3 separate regions of the Bicyclus anynana genome follow, and regions 2 and 3 are each linked to region 1. The links are chromatin contacts, called in public Hi-C maps. All regions are on one chromosome and are shown on one strand. The core of a region is the stretch at or near the end of the contact, and the rest is flanking DNA. Distances in the headings are between cores, read along the strand shown. Region 1 has its middle 16 kb from the start of LOC112048640. Region 2 overlaps LOC112048640 (T-box transcription factor TBX3). Region 3 holds the start of LOC112048641 (adenosine deaminase 2-like).

The links. A called contact is a pair of places that touch in the nucleus more often than the background predicts.
Region 2: a Hi-C map of whole larva shows a contact between it and region 1, with 4 times the contacts expected there. The contact joins two enhancer-like sites. A contact is called at or near these places in 2 of 2 Hi-C or Micro-C datasets (whole body and whole larva).
Region 3: a contact with region 1 is called in a Hi-C map of whole body, with 2.8 times the contacts expected there. The contact joins the promoter of LOC112048641 here to the enhancer-like site in region 1. A contact is called at or near these places in 2 of 2 Hi-C or Micro-C datasets (whole body and whole larva).

The regions. Positions count from the first base shown.
Region 1 is chr8:14,153,986-14,156,617 of ilBicAnyn1.1, forward strand. No RefSeq gene overlaps it. Among protein-coding and RNA genes, the nearest start is that of LOC112048640, 16 kb to the left of the region's middle. Within about 2 kb of position 1,341, at least 8 of the 8 cell types and tissues checked have open chromatin away from gene starts, as enhancers often do.
Region 2 is chr8:14,004,386-14,007,017 of ilBicAnyn1.1, forward strand. All of the region lies in intron 5 of LOC112048640 (T-box transcription factor TBX3), which reads right to left. Among protein-coding and RNA genes, the nearest start is that of LOC112051554, 76 kb to the left of the region's middle. Within about 2 kb of position 1,341, at least 2 of the 8 cell types and tissues checked have open chromatin away from gene starts, as enhancers often do.
Region 3 is chr8:14,286,126-14,288,757 of ilBicAnyn1.1, forward strand. LOC112048641 (adenosine deaminase 2-like) reads left to right here and starts at 1,311. Exons shown (of 1, transcript XM_024086269.2): 1 at 1,311-2,632. The coding sequence starts at 1,356.

The DNA of each region.
Region 1 (2,632 bases), core at 91-2,590:
AAAAGATGTCACCACAGAGGAATATCGGACGAAAAGATGTCACGAAGTTTTCCGAATGCAGCCCAGCCGAGTTGGATTCGGCGATTCACCTCTTTCTCGAAATTGGACCTACTAACGGTAGGCACCTATTAACATTTTTTAAAATAATTCTTTGTAGTGCACTTCAAGATAAGGAGGTACCTAGAGGAAAATTGCTTAGGCCATCAAGTTACCTTACTCCAGCATTGCTTACCATTATCAATTGACTGGATTTTGTAAGTTGTAAGCGATAGGTAGGTATAGCCCACACAAGAAACTCATAATCATAATCAATACATATAAATAAAATTGTCTGTCTGTGAGTTCAAAATAACCGTGTTTTTTCACTCGAAAACACTGTAGCTATTACGTTTTATGAGTTAATGAATTTCTGCAAGATTAAGTGCATCTATACGAGTAGAACATAATTTCTACTATCTTTAGTTTTATTTTAATGATTTAAAAAACCTTAATATCACCATTGCTTCAGATATTTGTGAATTGCAGGCACAAATTCACGTCACATCATTCAAAAGCTTGTAAATGAAGTTGAATTGTGTAAATTTTTAATTACTTACATATTACCAAAGATATACCTAGTTTGTTTGTTTGAAAGCCTTAAGATACAGAAGATACAGAAGACTTGTAGGTCATTTATGTGACTGTAATTGTAGACATTATCCCTATTATTTTTTGGAAAACTTAAAATATAAGTTACGAGGGTTTCAAACCCCTTTGGTTTGAAACCCTCGTAACTTATATTTTAAGTTTTCGATTTAATTATCACAATTCAAAATTTGTTTATTTTTATAAGGGTCTGTTAACAAGCACTTTTGAAATATTAAATCATGTCATAACTTGATATTTCAAAAATGCTTGTAAACAAAGTTTAAATTAAAATAAACGAATATTGAATTTGAATTTATTGAATATGATGATATTGACAGGTAGATAATAAAAAAAAACTCAAGTACAAAATTGTTACCGTTATCAACGTCGCCAAAAAAAAAACAAATTTAATAAAGAGTTAAGAAAAAAATGCTACTAAAAAGTCAGCAACGCTTCAAAGTCGCCGCCGCCTTACTTTCAAATTAGACGTCTAAAACTTCGAGTGAACAAAAAAAAACAAAACAAGCCCTCCGATACAAATATTGCACAGGACGGCTGTGGACAAGTAAAAATAAAATAACATATTTTTCTCTGAAGATCGCGCAAGCATTGTGACTTCGATGCGCTCGCGCACAAAACGAAAAAAAAAAGCTTTCGCCGCCGCTGTGAAAAAGAGATAGAAACACAAGTGCATTTACTTACATCAGAAAGAGATGACTGCTTTATGGGCGGTCCGTGATCGATTTTCGCATCCAATTAATGTTCAGTGGGCTTCAAAGTGGGTGGGGCGTTCTCGATCCAAACTAATAGCGATCGAGCGAAATGATCTATAGATCATTGCTGCGTCGCAACGCACGTATTCAGTATTGTTATCGTTAATATCGCGGATTATTTTATTTTATTGCGTTTGATAGCTGAATACATTTTTGAATGTATGGGACGGGTCCATGGGGATAGGATTTTGGGAGTTACGATTGATTTGATCCTGTCGGTAGCTGCGTGTTTATTTTTTTTTTAAAGATATTCTTTGTTGAATAGAAACAGGCGTTAGGTAGGTAATGCTAATGCGTTTAGTAGACTATAGTAAGTATCTACCTAACATCTGCTATTCATCTGAATCTACTGCAAAAAAGTAGATGAAATGAGAAAGAAAGAATTCCTAAAACTATGTAAATAATACAATTTGTTTGCCTTACCTTATCTAGGGAATGCCTGTGACTTCGCCTTTGGATTCGTTTCATACCCTTAGTGGCTGAATTTTTTTAGATCTTTTTATTCCTCGCACCTTAATAGAAGGGAATGTAGCTACTCGTACCTATACTTACAAGCTACGTCTATACCTACCTACTTACCTACTCAGGTAAGTACCTAGTATCTATGTACCTACACATCATCAACGTCATCATTAACAGCCGATAGACGTCCACTGCTGGACATAGGCCTCTCGCATGGACTTCCAAACAAAACGATCTCGAGCCGCCAGCATCCAGCGGCTCCCTGCAACCCCTTTGATGTCCTCGGTCCACCTAGTAATGGGTTGACCAACACTGCGCAGGTACCTACATATAGATACCTATGTACATATAGTTAGGTACCTACCTACCTAGCTAAAGAGTTTGCAATCGACAACAAAAGTCCAAATTGAACTCTGATTAGGTCATAGTATAGGCGTTCTGAGTTGATGCTGGCGGCTCGAGATCGTTGTGCTTGGAGGTCCATGCAAGAGGCCTATGTCCAGAAGTGGACGTCTATCAGCTGATAAGGTAAGGCGTTCTGTGATTCTTTCAGGGAAAATTATAAAATGTAGGTAAGTAATGTTACTAAAGTTCAACTTACCTAAATATACCTACATATTGTTAGTTAGGTACCTAAACCTATAGCTAGTAGTCATGTACTTAAGTACCTAGGTACGTAGAAATCGTGTACAAATGAAATTAAATGCAATCTTGATCGGAGACCTAAATTATTAGCGTCATTCGTGCTAACGCTGTGTCAAGACATTGTT
Region 2 (2,632 bases), core at 91-2,590, 150 kb before region 1:
TAGCATTAGGCAAAAATATGAAGGGAGAAATATGCCCTTAATAACTCCTTCAAAATGTTTGTTACAAGAGAAAGCTCAAATATATTTTCAAAATAAAATTCTTGAAAAGGTAGGTACTGGCTCGAAAAGTAATATATAGACAGACAATTGAATACCTACTCTCTCAACCATTTACACCATCAATAACAATAAACTAGATATGTAATAAAAAAGTACACAAAATTAACATTCACCATACACCTACTTACGTCTGTCAGTTCATGTCAAGATATAAAGAAAGAGATGGACTTACCACAAAACTAAATGGCAAAATAAATGTAAGAAGACAGAAGAAGAGATAGGTCGATGATATAATAAAAAACAGCAGGCAGAAACTAGATGCATATGGACAAATATGGAAAAGGATGGAGTAGGCTTTTACCCATGGGGGCCATATAATAAAATAACAGAAAAGAAATAATTTGTTATTAAAGATAACATTATTTATTGTACAACAGTTAAGTGAAAAATTAAGCTATGATAATAATAATAAGAACGTCTGTCAGTTTTGATAAAACGCTTTTGATTCATAAATAGATTCATTGATAAAATAAAATTGCATCAACATTAATTCATTCTACCTAAAACTACCAGTACAATATTACAGTCAATCAATCATTCGTAGTAATCGCCGTTAAGAATTTGATAAATTCAATCAACCTTTTTTTAAGTTATCTGTGCAGTATCTTAATAATCTGCGTTTTGAAAACCATAGCCAATTGGTTAAAAGAGAAAAACAGGTTATTTAAAATCAAGTTCTTTAATCGATTCTAAATTTAAACAAGGTACGTACTCGTAGATATAGTTATAAAAATGATTTTAAAAAAATCTGAGCTAATCACCACGAAAAGAATAAAAGCCGTTAGAAAAGTATCAGAATAATTTGAAAAAAATAACATTAACATAACAGGATTTGTTTTTGTTATTTCTATAACGGAAGATTACAACATTAGCAGCATCTTACTTGATTTATCTAAGGTATTACATAAAGCGATGATGAAGCTACAGTAAGATCGAATTAAAATTATAATTACAGCAGTAACAGAACAAGGCGCCTCATTCTGAAAGCTCCGAGAAAAAAATACTCGTTCTGCCCGTATCATTAGATCATAATCCTTTGGCATTGCCATAATCGTATGAAAAAAACATTGTTGACAATCAAGTTTTTAATCGAAAGCGAATTCTAAATTTAAACAATCGTTCCACGTTGGCCGAGGTGCGCGGACGCGGGAGCAAATCCATTAGCGATTAACGAGTGATCGGGCGGGCACTAAATTAAAATAAATATTTGCCGGCAGCGCCTGCCCACAAAGAGATGCCGCTTTCATGTACGCCGACACAGGTGCCGATGCCCGCTGTACAGCCTCTACACACGGACCAACTTGCAACTCCAACTCGAGTTCCAACCTAACACACTATCCATTTCTGAAATATTTTTTTACAATTCATGTTATTAAAGTAAAGTTTCATGTGTTCAAGACAGTTTCATGCTACAGTTTTCAGTGCTCTATTTAAGACTAAATGACTTGGATTATAATAGACTACTTACGCTATAGCCATAAAAAATTACTTTTTTCAATAAAACTAATGAAACTAAATATATTGGATAGTGGTCAGATAGTTATTATCTATAACTGTCCAACAACCAAAATACACTTCTACCTTTATTTTGGAAATTCAATCAATCAAGCAAAATAAGCATAAATTAAATGAAAATAATGAAATTGATGACGAAAATAATTTGTGGCGATCGTAAGTAATTTATTAAATAAATTGATTACTAACCGCAAATTTAAAGATGAAACTTCTGTCTACTTAAGTGGGGTATCATTGAACTACCAATTACGAGTATTAAAAAGTCAGTTCGAATGAAACTCAGATTGCAAATCGGCGCCGTATGTAGCTGTGTAGTATGTGTATGTACTGTCGCGCACTAGAGTAAAGACAATTCTCGGATAATCTTGCCCTTAGACTGTACTTTCCTATTCATACTATCTCGGGTCGATAGTCGATAACTACTTATGGAGTAGGGAGATTTGAGTGTTCATGCAATTTGCTGCAGATATTTTCTATCGCTTTATTTGCATTTTAATTTAAAAACGTGGGATGGTTTGCATACATTGCTATTTATGAGAGCTTCTTTTATTATTCTCATTTTATCAGTTTTTATAATTGTTTATATTTCTTTTCTTTGAGCTCTAACTTGACAATCAGTCATACGACTGGCGGCTATAATAATGTTTATTTAACTATTCTCTAGATGTCTCTCTTTGGACAAGTACTGCTTCTATATAATATTCAGCATCTATTTCTGCCACGAAGCACTGTGTTTCAAGCTGAAGGGTAGTTATGGCTGTCTCGAACTCACAGATTTCTCTCGAATCAAGTTGACGGACCCAGAGCGGTGTATCAACGAAAGTATCGCTTTGATGGTCCTCTGAACACGAGGTCAATCTTGTGTGAAGATTACCCCTCATCTGCTTGTTTTCATTCTTCTTCATTAATGTCTGATGATAAGCAGTGATGCTTTCAAAATTGTATTAAGTACTTGTTTATAAGATGCCTATCTACTTGACTGTCTTGTCTATTGTCT
Region 3 (2,632 bases), core at 61-2,560, 130 kb after region 1:
TGATAAAAGTATTTTCAAAATCGGTTTAGTATACAGAGATTATACCCCCTACACAAACTTTACCTCTTAATAATTATAGTATGACCTGTGATGACCTTTGGTTCCGGGACTTGGTCGCTAACTATGAGCCTCATAAGATGGCTCAGAGTCACACAGCGGGCGATGGAACGAGCTATGTTAGGAGTATCTCTGCGTGATCGAATCAGAAATGGGGAGATCCGCAGGAGAACCAAAGTCACCGACGTAGCTCAACAAGTTGCGAAGCTGAAGTGGCAATGGGCGGGGCACATAGTTCGAAGAGCCGATGGACGTTGGGGTCCCAAAGTGCTGGAATGGCGACCCCGCACTAGTAAGCGCAGTGTTGGCCGACCCCCCACCAGGTGGACTGACGACATCAAGCTAGTCGCAGGGATTCGCTGGATGCAGGTGGCTCAGTATCGTGATGTTTGGAAGTCTCTACAAAAGGCCTATGTCCTGCAGTAGACGTCCATCGGCTGATATGATGATGATGAATTATAGTATAGATTGAAAAGGTGATGTACCTATATCTACTACCTTATCAACTTTATCAATCTATCGGGCGCAAAGAATCCTGAAAATTTCACATAAATAATGGAAAAATGTACCTATTCATGGACGAAGTCACGGGTGTCTGTTAGTGCTAGGTTGGTACTTACAATTTTGTACTTAAAATTTAAAATTAAATTGTATCTAGAAATAACCAAAGAATCAAATGTAAGTTTTACAATATTTCTGGTTTAAGTCGTATCAATTAAATTAAACCTTTTTTTAAATTTACCTACTAATTAATAAAAATCTACATAAATAAGTTTATAGTATAAAATCCGTGATAGAGCCGTGTTAGCCGAGCTCCGATTCCGGAGCGTGTGGGTTCGAATCCGGTCCGGGGCATGCACCCCCGACTTTTCAGTTGTGTGCATTTTAAGAAATTAAATATCACGTGTCTCAATCGGTGAAGGAAAATATCGTGAGGAAACCTGCATACCAGAGAATTTTCTTAATTCTCTGCGTGTGTGAAGTCTGCCAATCCGCATTGGGCCAGCGTGGTGGACTATTGGCCTAATCCCTCTCATTCTGAGAGGAGACTCGAGCTCAGCAGTGAGCCGAATATGGGTTGATGACGAATAAAATCCTACCAAGGTAGCTATAGTATTCACTTTTTTATTTAATATGAAAATGATTTTGCTTTTGTTTTTATGATGTTATTAAACAATAACGCCAATGTCGCTAACACTCAAGGTCTATATAAATAAACGCTATCCACCCAGCCGGCTCAGTCGCACAAAACGGTGACCGTGTCACAGTGACCCGAGATATCAAGCTGATACGACAACATGGCCGTTATCATTGCGAGTGTACTATTTCTGCTCAGTGCACACGATGTGACGGCCAAGAGCGCGGCCGATTATGCAATGGAGAGAGCCAATCTACTTGCAGAAGAGTCCGAACTGCAAGTGGGAGGTAACATACGTCTTACCGACGAAGAAAACAAAGCGAACGACATCCTGATGCGCTACAAACACGACGAAGTCGACGACTCCTTCAACAATCCAAATCACTTCAATTTCTCGCGACACTACTTCACGTACAAAAATGATATCATCGATTCCAAAGTTTACCAAATCATCAGGAGAATGCCCAAAGGAGCCGCGCTTCATGTCCACAGTTCGTTAATACTGAGCGCTGATCGAATGCTCGAACTGACGTACCTGGACCATTTGTACGCATGTTTCGCGGACGGCGATTTAAAATTACACTTCTCCGAGCGCGTCCCCCAACAACCTTGTACATTTAAATGGCAACTGATCAGCGAATTGAGAAACAACACCGAAAACATTCAAGCGTTCGATGACAATCTAAAATCGCACTTCACAATGTATTCTGACAAAGAAAAAGACTATGAGGGAGATATTAATTACGTGTGGAAAAGGTTTGAAAAAGTGGTGAACGTTATCAAAGGCTTGGTAGAATACCGGCCCGCAGCAGAGAAATTCTTGTACGAGGCTTTGAAAGAATTTTACGAAGACAACGTTATGTATGTCGAACTGAGAAGTGGATTGAAAGCTTTGTACGAACTGAATGGCACTCGACACGACAAAGTGTATATGCCTCGACTGTATCACAGAGTAGCTAAACAATTCAAAGAAGATTATCCAGATTTTGTGGGCATCAAATTAATTGTAACAAAACAACGCAGTGCAGGGATTGATCAAATCAGAAACACCATAAATTTAGCTCGGATAGTTAAACAGGAGCTACCGGAAATGGTTGCCGGTTTCGATTTAGTTGGCCAGGAGGATTTGGGAAAACCGTTAATAGATCTCCTCCCGGTTCTGTCGGATGCTATGGAAGATTTGAATTTTTATTTCCACGGTGGAGAAACGAATTGGTTTGGAACTGTATCGGACGAGAATTTGGTGGACGCGATACTTTTGGGGTCCAAAAGGATAGGACATGGATACGCGTTGATTAAACACCCTTCGCTTATGGCTGCAGTGAGGAACAGAGATATAGCGATAGAAGTGAATGTGGTATCAAATGTGGTGTTATCATTAGTTTGTGACGTACGTAATCATCCGCTGGCTACGTATTTGGCTCTCGGAATGCCGGT